Linked DNA regions of Danio rerio: regions 2 and 3 are each linked to region 1. A link is a contact called in public Hi-C and Micro-C data. All regions are on one chromosome and are shown on one strand. Each heading gives the region's core, a stretch centred on a gene start, on an enhancer-like site or on the middle of the called end of the contact. The rest is flanking DNA. Distances are from core to core; before and after follow the strand shown. Region 1 holds the start of nedd4l (NEDD4 like E3 ubiquitin protein ligase). Region 2 overlaps nedd4l (NEDD4 like E3 ubiquitin protein ligase). Region 3 holds the start of LOC101884756.

Evidence for each region. Hi-C and Micro-C count contacts between places; a contact is called where the count stands out from the background.
Region 2: a contact with region 1 is called in a Hi-C map of embryo, with 4 times the contacts expected there. The contact joins the enhancer-like site here to the promoter of nedd4l in region 1. A contact is called at or near these places in 7 of 18 Hi-C or Micro-C datasets (embryo, hematopoietic stem cells, skeletal muscle and 1 more) and 1 of 4 datasets of contacts at active chromatin or transcription factors (caudal fin).
Region 3: a contact with region 1 is called in a Micro-C map of caudal fin, with 12 times the contacts expected there. The contact joins the promoter of LOC101884756 here to the promoter of nedd4l in region 1. A contact is called at or near these places in 5 of 18 Hi-C or Micro-C datasets (caudal fin, embryo, hematopoietic stem cells and 1 more) and 2 of 4 datasets of contacts at active chromatin or transcription factors (caudal fin and gastrula embryo).

Annotation. Positions count from the first base shown.
Region 1 is chr21:12,419,347-12,421,990 of GRCz12tu, forward strand. nedd4l (NEDD4 like E3 ubiquitin protein ligase) reads right to left here and starts at 1,305. Exons shown (of 31, transcript XM_682997.8): 1 at 990-1,305. The coding sequence starts at 1,034.
Region 2 is chr21:12,263,707-12,266,350 of GRCz12tu, forward strand. nedd4l (NEDD4 like E3 ubiquitin protein ligase) reads right to left here. Exons shown (of 31, transcript XM_682997.8): 25 at 1,848-1,921; 26 at 1,695-1,755; 27 at 1,507-1,566. The region is part of intron 2 of LOC141379988 (a long non-coding RNA gene); the gene reads left to right. Among named protein-coding and RNA genes, the nearest start is that of mir122, 18 kb to the left of the region's middle. Within about 2 kb of position 1,340, at least 4 of the 62 cell types and tissues checked have an H3K27ac peak or open chromatin away from gene starts, as enhancers often do.
Region 3 is chr21:12,566,242-12,568,885 of GRCz12tu, forward strand. LOC101884756 reads left to right here and starts at 1,315. Exons shown (of 12, transcript XM_005173870.6): 1 at 1,315-1,597. The coding sequence starts at 1,503.

The DNA.
Region 1 (2,644 bases), core at 55-2,554:
TAACTGCACTGATATTTACACCTAACAATTTGCAGCCTTGAACCATATCACCATTAGCATTGAAAACTACAAGATAGATCCAGTGTGCCAGCTAAAATAAACAGCAATTCCTTAATATTTTTAAAAGGCACCAACATAGATCCAAATGATTCACAAACACCTGCTTCCTAAGGCCACTCTCAAGACAGCTGACCTGAATTTTCAGGGGTTACACCAGGGCTCTTAATGTTATGATAAACAACATGGGTTTTGTGGTTTCTTCAGTACGTAATCTGCTGTAATATCACAAGAAACACTGCAACGCTGGTTTCACCTGGTCACTAGACATAAATCATGATAATGCATTCTTATTTGGCTTATTCGAGGTAATTATAAAACTATAAATGTGCTTTAAATACATTACCTTTCCTAAGGGAGAAACAAACACATCTAAAAATCCGTCAATTGGAGTGTCATGGTCAATAATTAAAGAAAATAACATAACAAACAAAACATTTCAATTACAATACAGCACAAAGTTTAGTGTGCCATCATAAAAATCAGCACATTACCAGACTGTAACTTGTATTAAAAGGGATTTGATAACAGTTTAACTGGATAGAACACTTGATTTTACATTGAATGTTATGTAAATGTGTGAAGCAAAAGTCTGTGTTGACTTCGAAAACTTGCTAACTTTGATATGTATACTTGAATAATTCAATTATTATATTATGCTTAATGAAACTGACAGTTCTTGATTACCTAACACTGGAATTTAGGGAAATGTGGGAATAACAAAACTGATGAGCTTGATACAATTACTAACCTCTTATTTGTAATATTTATAACAATGAAATTACATTAGGCTTTATAAAATGTATCCCTCTCATCTGTCATACTGGAACACACAACATGGGTTATGAAAAAATGATAAACATACAGTATTAATATGGTGGAAGACATGTCTGTGTCTTAAAGGTGGTGTGGTTTGAAAAAACAGTACTTACTTCATCCTCTGAAAGTCCATAAATGGGTTCAAAATTCGTAGCCATAAAGCCAAAAGGCAATTTAACACACACATACACAAAAACACACACACACTAGTGTGAAAGCTGGAACAATAGCAAAGTGTGTCCTCCTCCACCTCCAAGTTAATCCAAAGCAACGAAGTCTGACTCCAAAAACGGTTATCCTTTTAAACCATATCGTGCCTAAAGATGTACGTCCGCCAGTTTAATCTCATTTAACGGCGGAATTTAGGTGGATACACGCTTAATTTCCCCCAACAATATGATTTCCCCTCGTCAAGTGCAAACGCGAATCATTCACTTCCTCTCAGGATCCGAAACACTCCCAGCTGAAATGATTGACAACATATTACGCCAATCACAAGCTTTTCCGAAACTCAAGAAGGATGGAATAACCAATTAGCGTCGACGGTAGGCGGGGCTATGTTGTTACACTTTTGTGGAGTAATCAGGGATGGGTAGTTTCCTACATCTCAATATAGGACTGATATGAGATTGGCATTGAACTATGTCGTATGTTGATAAGTGGAGCTGAGTGTGTGTATTATGTAAGTATATGATTTATTGTTGCTTAAGTAATATAAAGATCCATTGATAATCTTCTTGAATCTTAAAGCCGTTTAAGTGGACTCATATTAGCAGTGTTCTTGCACCCTCTAGAGTTAAAAAGCGACACTGTCAAAACATGATCATTTATTTATGATTAACATCCAAAACTGGGCAAAGTCCAATCGCTATGTATCATGAGTCATTGTACATGTGAAATAGCCTACAGGAACGGAACTAAAAGATGTTTTCTGCTGGTTTATAGGCTACTGGTCTTTTGTTGCTCGTGACTTTAAGTGATGCCTAACAGACTAAACTGAACTTGAGGATCAAACTAAGACATTTTGAGGTAAAAGTTTGTGAAAGAAGGCCTTTTTGGGGGTCAGACAGTCTAACAAATTTTGCCCAAAGGCAAAACATAAATGTTCGTTCAAGTTGCCTAATATAAAGTGATATAGAAAATCCATTCATTCATTCATTTTCTTTTTGGCTTGGTAATCAGAGCTCGCCACAGTGGAATGAACCACCAACTTATGCAGCACATAGTTAACGCAGCGGATGGCCTTCCAGCTGCAACACAACACTGGGAAACCATAAACATAAAATGGCATGCCTTTATTTGAATAATTAAGAAAAATCCAGGTGTATAATAATAATAATGATAATAATAATAATAATAATAATAATAATAATAATAATAATAATAACGATAATAATAATAATAATAATAATAATTATTATTATTATTATTATTATTATTATTATTATTATTATTATTTATTTATTTATTTATTTATTTATTTATTTATTTATTTATTTATTTATTTATTTATTATTATAAAAATTATAATAAGCGGTTCATTCTGGTCTGGCAACCCCTGATTAACAAAGGGACTACGCCAAAAAGAAAATGAATGAATGAATAATAATAACAATTATTGTTATAATTGTAATAATCATAAAAGGTGATTTATTCCGCTGGGGCGACCCCTGATTATTAAAGGAACTAAGCCTAACATAAAATGAATAAATAATTAAAAACTATTATTAGTATTATTATTTTAAATTTTTAAATTTTTATTATTATT
Region 2 (2,644 bases), core at 90-2,589, 160 kb before region 1:
TCCATGCTGAATGTACAGTGCTCAGCATAAATGAGTACACCCCATTTTGAAAATTAATATTTGTATCCATTTTTTGGGAATATGGGTAATATATTTTGGTGCATTTAAACAAAACAGATTTATTAAACAGATATATTTATTAAAATATAATTTTAGTCACCGAACATTCATGCAAAATATTACAAAACAAAATTACAACCCACATTCCGACAAAGGTTTATATATATTTTTAGTTTCTTTTGGTTTTTGCTATTTTTTAAAATGTTATTTAATATTTTTCCCTCACATACAAATTTGAGCTACTTTTTTAACCCTTAACGTAGGTTATTTTGTTAGATTAGCTCCAGATTTGGTATTAGACTGAATAATATATATGCACAAATATAATATTGTAAATCATCTTATAGATAATATTATTTTAAATGAGAGATTTGTGGGGGGTGTACTTATAAAAGCTGAGCACTGTATATTATAATTATTTTTTTAGAAATTTTAATAATCGGTCAATAACTTAAAAGTAAATATTATATTGTCATGCATTAGGAAAGTAATGAACAGAAACTAAATAGTCTTTATGAATTTGTGTTTCTATACCTAAATTTGAGCTAGCACATTCACCCCATTCGCAGAAGTTGTAACATTCAACTATTGATGGCAAGCAAATCTAATAATAATATGAATAATAATAATAATGTGCTGTACAAATGTTATGCCCTTCTTGTGAATTTGGTTTTAAAACTACTACATAACTAAAGAGCTTACACATGCTGGCAGTCTGACCATTAAAAAAATGAAAATAAAGCCCAAAACACAAAGCCCCAATAAAAAAAAAAAAAAAAAAAAATCATTAAAAAACACAGACACACATAAACAACAGAAAAAACCTCCTGAAAAAACTAAACAAAACAGCCCACCCAAAAAAACAACTCCATAAAAACAAAATGCAAAAACAAAAAACAAAACATCTTTCCCATAAAAAACAACTACTCCCTAAAAAGTAAAAACACAAACAAATCACACAAAAATACACCCCCACCCCACCACAAAATAACCCCCAAAACAGCTAAACCAAATACAAAAAACAAACAAAAAAATCCCAAAAAAACAAACACGCAAACAAAAAGGCAGCCCTTCCCCCAATAACCAAACAAACACACGTGTCAAACACTTAAAATGTTGTATATAAATCAGGTATTCCAAAAACAGTTTCACTCTGCTGAAATCATGCAGCAAATACACTGCATTATAAATAATACAGCAGACTCTCTACTGGCTGTCAGACTGAGCCCACAGTATATGGTTTTATCTTTTATCTATTTATTATCTGCTGCAACGATGAAATTAAGTGTGATGTTCACTCCCTGTGCAAACACCAGCTCAGAGAGAAATGCATGAGTGAAGAAATGATTCATTCAACAAAACAGAGACACTTTGATAAGTGTGTTAGCTATAAAGGATTATTTTTTAAAAATAAAAACAGCAGAGTATAATGTGGGAAGCCAATACCTCCAGTTCGTTTTCATCAAAAATCTTTATTAAGTCGATGGGAATGAGTTCAGTGAAGCCCTGTTGAGCAGATATAAGACATGATCATTATATCACACTGGAATGCTGTTATTACTGTTAATCAAACTTCTGCCTCCACCTAGTGGCAACAGCTAGAACTACAGGAAACTGTTTAACTGATCACGTACTTCCAAAAAGGCGTTCATCTGTTTCTGGACCCTGTTCACAAACCTCCACTGAATCACCAGACTGTACAGAGTCACAAAAGGATATTGTTAATAAAACATAATGTATACCATTTGTAGGGTTTTGCATATGGAGCAAGAGAAACAAACACTCACTCGATGTATTCCTTCTTGTTGTCGTTGGTTACAACCATGTCTGATCCGCTTGGCTTCAAATCTACCTGATATGTCTATTAATATAAAAATGCATGGTCAAAATAAATGCATGTACTCAATAGCAGATTCTGAAATATTTAAAATGGCTTAAAACTAATAAAAAGAAACACAGTAATGGTTAAAAGTGATGTTTGAAGAGGAATTTTGCACAGTATGTTTATATGACACATACATTTGATTAAATCATTATATATACATATTTATTTTTGTTCTAAATGTAAAAAAATTATGAATATAAAATAAATAAACTAATATATTAAATATAAAGCTAAACTTGGTTAAATTAACAGACAATAAGCAAGCAAATAAAGGCAATCTACAGTTAGATTACAGTGCAGTTCATAAAATATGGGACTGGGCAATATTTAAAAAAAAACATACACAAAGTACAAATTGATCACAGTATAATCTCGACTGATCTGGGATAGACTTCAGTAACCTACAGTATTTAATACCAGATAAAAAAAAGTATTGCAGGCCCTTCAGGACAAACTATATTTATTCTCAGAGCCATTTCAGTAAAAAAAAAACAGGCATTCTTTGTTAATAGGCAAAGCAAAATTTGTAATTTTGTGTCACATTTTCACAGGTTCTGCTTTTGAGCACAGAAAGAACTCCGATAATTTCATTATATTTACATGGGTGTGTTGGTATGGCTATCAGTTTGTTTTGTATGTGTATACTGAGTATGTGTGTAAAAGCTACATTTTATTCGAGGTAATTATTTAAAATAATAC
Region 3 (2,644 bases), core at 65-2,564, 150 kb after region 1:
TTCAAGAATGCAGATCTTCGAGCTGCTCTACTTGCGTGCAATACACTCTCAGAAATAAAGGTACACACGCTGTCACCGAGATGGTACATTTGTACCTTAAAGGTCCATGTTAATACCTCAAGGACAAGGATATATATATACCCTTAAGTAAAACATGTACCTTCTGAAAAGGCATCACCCCAGTAACAGCTCATGTACCTTTATTTTTTTAGAGTGTATGGATTCATTATAATGGACCCACAGATGATCATCCTATTTTTTTATTTAAATATTATATAAATTATAATATAATTATAGAATGTTTATGTACTAATTCACTTTATCTAATTTGTTTTATATTACAGTAATCAATTTTTGTTTTTAATTTTAATTTAAATTGTTTAATTCGTATGTGTTTTTTTTTGTATTATTTATTATTTATTTTTCAACTTATTTAAAGATTTTATTAATTATATATATATTTTTTATTTTTTTATATTTTAATTGTTTCCCAATACTGAGTTGCAGCAAAATAGGTGATAATGTGAGAGTGTATGGATGCTTCCCAGTAATGGGTTGTGACTAGAAGGGCATCTGCTGTGTAAAACATATGCTGGATAAGTTGGTGGTTCATTCTGTTGAGGCGACCCATAAAGGTACTAAGCCGAAAAGTAAATGAATTAATACATTTTAATTGTTTCCCAGTACTGGCTTGCAGCTGGAAGGGCCTCTGTTGTGTTAAACATATGCTGTATAATAAGTTGGCGGTTCATTCTGGTGTGGCACCTCCTGAAAAATAAAAGGACTAAGCCAAAAAGTAATTGAATGAATCAATTTTAATTGTTTTCCAGTATCGGGTAATTCGGGTTGCAGCTAGAAGGGCATCTGCTGAGTAAAACATAAGCTAGATAAGTTAGCGGTTCATTCCACTGTGGGGACCCCAGATGAATAAAGGGACTATGCCAAAAAAAATAAAAGAATAAATTAATTATTACAATTTAAAGCCGGAGGAAAATTAATGAATTTATATTTCCTTTGACATTATTCTCCAAATATTTTCCCCGACTCCATAGCACCTCCTTGTGGCACCTTGAAGTCCCTGAGGTTTGAAAACCACATAGATTACACTAATATAAAGACCATACATGTTTATAATAAACGCTGACCGCATCAGGAAGCGAATTCTATGGTTTATTTTTAAAACGTATCATTCATTCAAAACTGAATAATAATCAATTCAATATTCTTTTTTTAATTTCAGTTGAATGGGTGGGATTTGGTTAACCTTTGAAACAATGCCATCCGCTATATTTATTCCCTGCAGGAGTGGCTTAAGGTTTTTGTTTTTTCTCTAAGCTTCCAAAGAGTTTGCATACAATTGACAAATGCTGGCTATTTTAATCTTTCAGCGGGACATATTGTGAGATCTTCTGTATGGTACATGCTATTTTAGCCACTTTTTTCTAAAAGAATTCTAACTGGAGTTAAGAATTGGATAAAATAGCCTTTTAATAACCGACATTATGACATCAATGAGGGAAGTTAATCTGGATACATACAGTTTGTCTTTACTTACGGCAAAAGAAGATATCCTGAATCCACGCTCGTCTACAAACTGGTATGATGACTGTTTACTGTTTATTTGCTCATTTTTAAAAAAAACACAGAAAAGCATAAAACTTGACAAAAATTGTGATACATGCAAACGTAATACATTGTTTGTGTATTCTACAATAAATTTAGGAATTATTTATTTACCCTTTTTTTCTTATCATAACTTACAATGAAATAGCGCATTAAAATTAAAACATAACTTTTTATTAGACGTATAACTATATATAGTGCATGGGGATATTATAAAATTCCATATAAAGCAGCGAATACATTTAGGTTAATTTAAAATAAAAATATACTGAGTTGAAAACAATGTGCATAACATTACAATTTTTCTATTACGGTCATTATTGTTATTAATAAAACTCATGAAAAAAATTAGCAGAGGATGGTTTCGATCCATCGACCTCTGGGTTATGGGCCCAGCACGCTTCCGCTGCGCCACTCTGCTAGTCGGTTCACCAATGAGACATATTCAATTCTTCAACAACAGACAATTTTACGGCGCTGCCTTGTCATTAATAATCCATAAACGTCGACAACTACATAAAACGCTTATGGTGAAATTCATTGGAAAGAAAAATAAATAATGCTGAGCTAACGTATACAACAGAGGTGGGTCTGTTATAGCTAACGTTAACGTTTACAGTTACTTAACGTTAACTTATGTGTGCCATTCTTTGTTCGTCGACGGTGAAGGTAAGTTAACGTTAACAGTTTTTGAGACGCTAATTTACTCATCATCCTATATTTATTTAAAGGAATTATTGGTCAAATTGTGCATATTTATGTCCCATGACACGTTGTTTGTGTAATTAAACCCAATTGCCAAGCCAAAAAAAAGAGAGAAAAGATTTCAAGTATGTAAAAAATCTAATAAAAATGTATAACGCTGGTCTCAGAAAGAACTTACGCATAGTTAGCTTAACATAATGTTACACTGATAAAAAGTCCAACTAGGTTTATTTGAGATAGCCTACTGTTAACAGTTACGTGTGCCATATTCCCTGTTCGTCAGTGAAGGTAAGTGTGTCAGTTTTTAAGTCGCTAA